Regions from separate parts of the Sus scrofa genome. Here region 2 is linked to region 1. A link is a contact called in public Hi-C data. All regions are on one chromosome and are shown on one strand. Each heading gives the region's core, a stretch centred on a gene start, on an enhancer-like site or on the middle of the called end of the contact. The rest is flanking DNA. Distances are from core to core; before and after follow the strand shown. Region 1 holds the start of GOLGA2 (golgin subfamily A member 2). Region 2 holds the start of SLC27A4 (long-chain fatty acid transport protein 4).

Region 1 (3,046 bases), core at 401-2,900:
GGAAAGGGTGGGAAAACACTAGGGGACCGGGTCGTAGTATCAAACACCGGGGCTCGGGCTCCGGGCGGTAATGACAGTTCCGAGGGGGATTATGACGTAACTACATTCCACTCCTCCCTCCCGACGCCCGAGTCGCCGCTCCGCGGTGGGGGAGGGGAGCGCAAGGCCAGGACCGAGGTCCTTGGAGACCGGGAGACTAGGGAGCCCAGGGAGCCCAAGAGGTCCGGTTCTGGGCGGCGGGAGGCGAGGGCCGAACCTGAAGCGGGAAGCCCCGGGGGTCACCAGCCCAAAGTCACCCGGGGGTGACGAGTGAGGGCGGGGGCTGGGCTGCCAGGGGGCGGGACTGGCTGAGAAGACTTTTTGAGGGGGGCGCCAAGGGGCGCCGAGGGGCTCGCCCCGTGTGCCTTGGAGGCAGCACAGACTCTGGCCATGGCCCGGCCATCGAAGGGGTCTCGGGCTGAGTCAGGGAGCCGCGACCCCGCGTGTTTTACCTTTTTCTTGGCCGCAGCCAATTTGCTCTGTCGGGTTTCTTCCGACATCCCGGGACGGGGCGGGGGAAGGGGGGGCCACATCAGCACGATCCCGGCAACCACCGCGGAATTGCTTCCGGCAGTCACCGCGCCACTGTGCGACTGAGCCAGAAAAGGAGGGACCGGGGCGGTTCTAGGCAGCAGCGGCGTGGGCGTGGCCTAGATTCTCCAATCCCATTGGCCGATTGGAAAGATGAAAGGAAAAGGGGGCGTGGCTAGGCCGCCGCGAGCCAGGTGGAACGGGTGGAGTCATAATACAGGCTGCGCGCGCAGCCGCGGTCCCCGCCCACCTCGGCGGGGGGAGGGGCGGGGCCTGCTCTCGCAGGGTGCGCGCGCAGCTGGCTGTATAACGACTCCTGGTCTCCATCACAGGATTCGGAATAGCTGGCGGGCTGAGAGGCCTCTTTTTCGCCCTCGCCCTGGACCCTCCTGCACTGCAGACCCCCCCGAGTCGGGGGCCCCGAACCCCAGGGCTGAGGAGGTGGGCGAGGAGCGGACAGCACGGGGAAAGCACATCCCTTCCCAGTCCCTCTCGCTCCCGTAGCTTTGCCCCCAACTTTCTTTTCCCTGAGATCAGCTCCAGAGGCCTCCATCCGCTCCTCCACACTCTACCCCCTGTCCGAATACCCTCCTCGAGGAACCCCACCCTGATCCCGGGAGCATCCAGTCGCGGTCGCTCCTCCCGCACGGCTGTCCCTCCTCTCACACCCCCAGAGTACCGCTTTCCTGCCGAGGCGGACTCTGGGTCCAATCAACTTTTTCCCTTGGATTCCTCTCCAGGACTCAACCAGGACTTTCCAAAAGCTGCCGCGGGGCCTTCCGATCCCCTGTGAGTATGCCTCTGCCCCCTCTCCGGCCCTCCCACCCGGTTAGCTCCCTCGGCTCCCAGCCCCCCTCTCCGTCCCCAGCAGCGGCTGACCCACCCGCTGCCCTCTTCGAGGTCTTCCCTCAGCTGACCTCATTCTGCGGAGAAAGTCCAGGTCATTTCGCAGTCCTTCCCCTTCTTTTCCTCCTGCCCACCAAGCTTCAAAAAAGAAAGAGCATCCTGGCGTTCGTCAGTGGTACCCCAGGCTCTGCAAGTGGGCTCCGTCTCTCCTCCTTCCTGCCAGCGCCACAAGTGGTTGGTTGGTTTCCTTCTTTCCACACCACTGTCCCTCCCTCCCACTGTCCCTCCCTCACCCGTTCCACCCCCTTGGAAACCACTCTCATTCCCTCAAACACATGTGCTCTCTCCTGTCTTGGGCATTTGGATACACTGACCCCTGTCTGGGATACTGTTTTTCCAGCTTTTGGCCAAACTGATACCTACGCATCCTTTAAAGCTGAGCTTCCTCAGAGAAATCTCAGCCCCACTTTCTGGCTCAGGCCAGTGGCTCTGTGAGACACTCCCTTGGCTCCCTGTACTTCAAAGCACTTTGCAGATGGCAGTTAGTTGATTGGCTGTTTGACGGACTCATTTGAGATAATACCTGCTATGCGCCAGAGACTGTTATAGACACAGGGCAATCAGCAGTGAATAAAACAAAGTCCCTGCTCTCATGGTGTTTACAGCCCCGGGGTATAAGACTGACAATGAACATAATATTATTCCTGAAATGTACAACATGTCGGGTGGTGACTGATGTTAAAAACATCAGGACAGGGAGTTCCCGTGGTGGCGCGGCAGAAACAAATCCGACTGGGAACCATGAGGTTGCAGGTTCGATCCCTGGCCTCGCTCAGTGGGTTAAGGATCCAGCGTTGCTGTGAGCTGTGGTGTAGGTCGCAGATGTGGCTCAGATCTGGCATGGCTGTGGCTGTGGTGTAGGCAGGCAGCTATAGCTCCAATTAGACCCTGAGGCTGGGAACCTCCATATGCTGAGGGTACGGCCTTGAAACAACAAAAGCCAAAAAAAAGAAAGAAAGAAAGAAAACATCAGGACAAGGGGCTCGTGAGTGACTGAGGAGTGGCCATTTTAGCTGGGGTGGTCAGGAAGCCTTTTCTGATGAGGTGGGACCTGTGAGGAGAGCTGTAAATGGGACTCTCTGGAAGAAGAGCCTAATTGTTGGGTGTTTTATGTCTGGGACGAGGCTCTACAGTCTATGAGGGCAGGGGATCAAGCCTGGATGTCTTATCCATTGCTAAACCTCTGGAGCCTTTGCCTGTGCCTGGCAGCTAGTATTTACTCATGGTCCGTTGACTGGTTAAAAGCCCCTATCCTAAATATGGGAACCACGTCTGCCTCTGTCTCTTGTATTAGAGTTGCTCCAACACCCATTTCCTGAAGACTAGCCGAGTATCAGGCACCAGCCCTTGAAGCTTTTAGAGCCAGAAAGGACAAAGATGAACAGAAGGGTTTTGCTACCCAGTGAGACTATAAACCCAGGGATAACATAGATTTGAGAGGAGAACCCAAGAGGTGGACCTGAAGTGGATTCTCGGGTCAGACTGGGGACCAGGTAAAGATGAGTTTGGCTGAGAGTAAAAGAAAACCCCAAGTAATGAAGGCTTAAACAATCATCAGGCCCCCTCTATA
Region 2 (3,046 bases), core at 250-2,749, 53 kb after region 1:
ACTGAACAAAGCCAGGGATCGAACCCGCAACCTCATGGTTCCTAGTCAGATTCGTTTCTGCTGTGCCACAACGGGAACTCCCGTCCTCATTTTTCTGTATAAGAAATGGAGACAATTTTCTTTTTTCTTTTCTTTTCTTTTTTTTTTTTTTGGTGATTTTAGGGCTGCATCTGCACCATATGGATGTTCCCAGTTTAGGAGCTGATTCGGAGCTGTAGCTACCAGCCTACACCACAGCCGCAGCAACGCAGAATCCGAGCCGTGTCTGTGACCTATACCACGGTTCTCGGCAACGTCAGATCCTTAAGCCACTTAGCAAGGCCAGGGATCCAACCCATGTCCTCATGGATACTAGTCAGGTTCGTTTCTGCTGAGTAACAGTGGGAACCCCAGACTCTGAATTTTCCACTGCAGAGTTGACCCAAGCCCCTTGGATGCCAATGTCCACACCCAGAACCACTGCACCTCATACCTCCTGGATGCAACGGGGGAGGGAGGTGGTGCTTTAATTTAGTGAGTTCCCCCAAAAGGAGGCAGCCTGTACTCTGGACGAAATGGGTTCAAATACTTGTCAGACCAAATTTTCGCTTTCAACGCCTATAAATATACCCTGAAAACTGTCCTTCCTTGCTTTTAAGGACTCCTACTGGATTATGGGAGTAAGGGCTCTATTTAAGGACAGGTAGCAACTGTGGATGCTCAACACGTTTGATTATCAAGGCACCAAGTTTTCAGAAGCCCAGAGTGACATAGAGCTGGGAAGCTGGCAGATGGCCTGGGGCTGGGCAGGTGGTATGGAAACTGTGGTCAGAGGCTGCTTAGAGACTGATTTGCTGCAGGGTCCGGACCGACCAGAGGCCAAAGATATGTACTAGTCTCAAGGCGCCGTGCCCTTTGTACCAGCAGGTGTGCCACATTGCTTTCAGGATATCAACGAAAGGAAAGGCTTCCTGTGCAGGAATCCCAACGCCCAACTTTATTGCTGTCCCAGAAGCAGAAGTGTCAGCCTCAGGTCTGCAGGAACGATTGTGTGGGTCTCCTGAACCTTAGGGCCTGGGAGGCCACAAAATTTCAAAGAGGAAATGTCCTTTGAAAGGAGCTGTCAAAACCTCGACTCTGGTGGGACTCGAACCCACAACCTTTGAATCACCACGCTTGGGTTGGCTAGAAGTCCAATGCGCTATCCATTGCGCCACAGAGCCAGTTACTGCTGTCTGCCCTCCAGCTCACCTCTGTTGTAAACCGCCCTTTTCCCGCTCTTCTAGGTGTGGCGCTGGGCCTTGGCCAAATTCTGTTCCTGTCTCCGGAGTGTGGACTCCGGATTCTCCGCCAACAGTGCGGTGGGGGTGCTCTCCTCCCACGAAGGGACGCCGGGGACAGAGGGGTCAGGGCTCGGGCAGAGTGCGCCTGTCACCTTCCCGCCCCAGGGGTCTCTGCGGCCGGGCGGGGCGGGGCTGCGCGGCGCGGACTACAACTCCCAGCGTGCCGCGCGGGACACCGCCGGAGGCCGTCGCTCGCGCAGGGGCGGCGGGTCGGGCGGCGCCGCCAGCTCTGCGGCTTGCTCGCGGTGGGCGAGGCGCGGGAGGCGGTGTTGCCGGCCGGCGCAGCTGGTTTGGATTGCGGGAGGCAGGCGGGGGAGGAGCGCCGCAGGCGGGCGGGGCCGGCCGGGTGGCCGGGCCCTGCTGGGCGCAGAGCTGGCGAAGCTCTGCTGAGACCCGGCTCTGCGCGCCCGGGCGCAGCTGATGCCCCCCGCGCTCCCCACTCTGCTACCACAGCAGAGCTGCATCTGGACTGGCGGAGCCGACATCAGGTGAGTACAGGTCAGGGCAGTGAGTGGGTCCTCGGGCTGGGGAATGTGCCCGGCCGAGTCCTGGAGAGGTGGCGGTACCCGCCTGGGTCGGGGACGCGCCCTGGTGCTCTGTCTCCAGCTGGGCATTCTGCTACTCCCCTGGCTTTTTAGAGGCCAGGGCGGTCCACAGTGACCCAGGATCGAGGCCCGAGGGATCTGGGCATCCCCTTTCCTCCCCTTGGTCCCATCGCCCAGCCTTCCGGGACGAGTTCTTGCCTTCTGCCCTGGTGGGCTCTGGGAGCCCAGAGAACTGAGGACCTTGGAGACCCTTGGCATTTGAGTTTGGGGGCGTTGGTTCGGTCCCCCGCCGGGCTTTTGCTTCTCGCTTTGAGGAGGGGGAGGTGGTCTCAGGTGAGCTCATGTCCTCATCTTGACCTGGAGACTCTCAGGCTACATCATAGCCGTGACCTTCAGCCCCTCCCCAAGAATAGGAGAACCTGAAGGAAAACAGTCGCATCGGTTGCACCTCAAGCAAGTGTTTAAAACGCCAGGAGCCGTAATCCTAGCCCCGCCAGCTGTTCCTCTCCCCTTAAGGCCCCATTCCCAAAGATTGATCTGAGTGGCTTGCTGAGTGTATTTGTGGGGGTGCCTTCAAGGCCCTCTTCCTCTCCCTGTATCACTTTTCCCCTCTGGGCGGTAGCACCTCCAGGCTCTAACCTGTTTTCTCCATCGCCCTCTGTGGGCCAGCAGAGGCATGGCGCTGCCTGGGCCTTTGGGCAGGGACTGAGCAGGGCTCCTTCTCCAGATTGGGTGTTGTGGCTTGGCCTGATCATCCACACAAACTCCCTAAGTCTCTGGGTGGAGAGTTGAGACAGAAGCGCTAAAGTCAGTTCCCACTCTAAGCCATTTTGGTTAGGACCCTGTACGTCAGGAGAGTGGACTGTTCTGTTTTGACTGGAAGGGCTTCTGAGAGCAATTCTCTTCACACCCATTTTACAGAGGGGAGGACTGAGAACCAAAGTGGGGAAGGGACTTGCCCAAGGTCATTCAGAGGAGTTCCCGTGTGGCTCCTCGGATTAAGAATCTGACTAGTGGAGTTCCCATTTGTGGCTCAGCAGTAACCAACCTGACTAGTATCCGTAAGGACAGTGGTTCGATCCCTGGCCTCCATCAGTGTGATTAAGGATCTGGTGTTTCCGTGAGCTGTGGTGTAAGTCACAACGAGGCTTGGATCCCACCTTGCTGTGGCTGTGGCGT

What was found. A called contact is a pair of places that touch in the nucleus more often than the background predicts.
Region 2: a Hi-C map of skeletal muscle shows a contact between it and region 1, with 1.9 times the contacts expected there. The contact joins the promoter of SLC27A4 here to the promoter of GOLGA2 in region 1. A contact is called at or near these places in 2 of 5 promoter capture datasets (both in liver), 18 of 47 Hi-C or Micro-C datasets (alveolar macrophages, blood, embryonic fibroblasts and 10 more) and 2 of 2 datasets of contacts at active chromatin or transcription factors (alveolar macrophages and skeletal muscle).

The regions. Positions count from the first base shown.
Region 1 is chr1:268,719,524-268,722,569 of Sscrofa11.1, forward strand. GOLGA2 (golgin subfamily A member 2) reads right to left here and starts at 1,651. Exons shown (of 26, transcript XM_021069501.1): 1 at 1,488-1,651. SWI5 (a long non-coding RNA gene) reads left to right here and starts at 709. Exons shown (of 5, transcript XR_001306646.2): 1 at 709-1,011; 2 at 1,311-1,359.
Region 2 is chr1:268,772,293-268,775,338 of Sscrofa11.1, forward strand. SLC27A4 (long-chain fatty acid transport protein 4) reads left to right here and starts at 1,500. Exons shown (of 12, transcript XM_021069619.1): 1 at 1,500-1,810. TRNAR-UCU (a tRNA gene) reads right to left here and starts at 1,202; the gene lies at 1,112-1,202.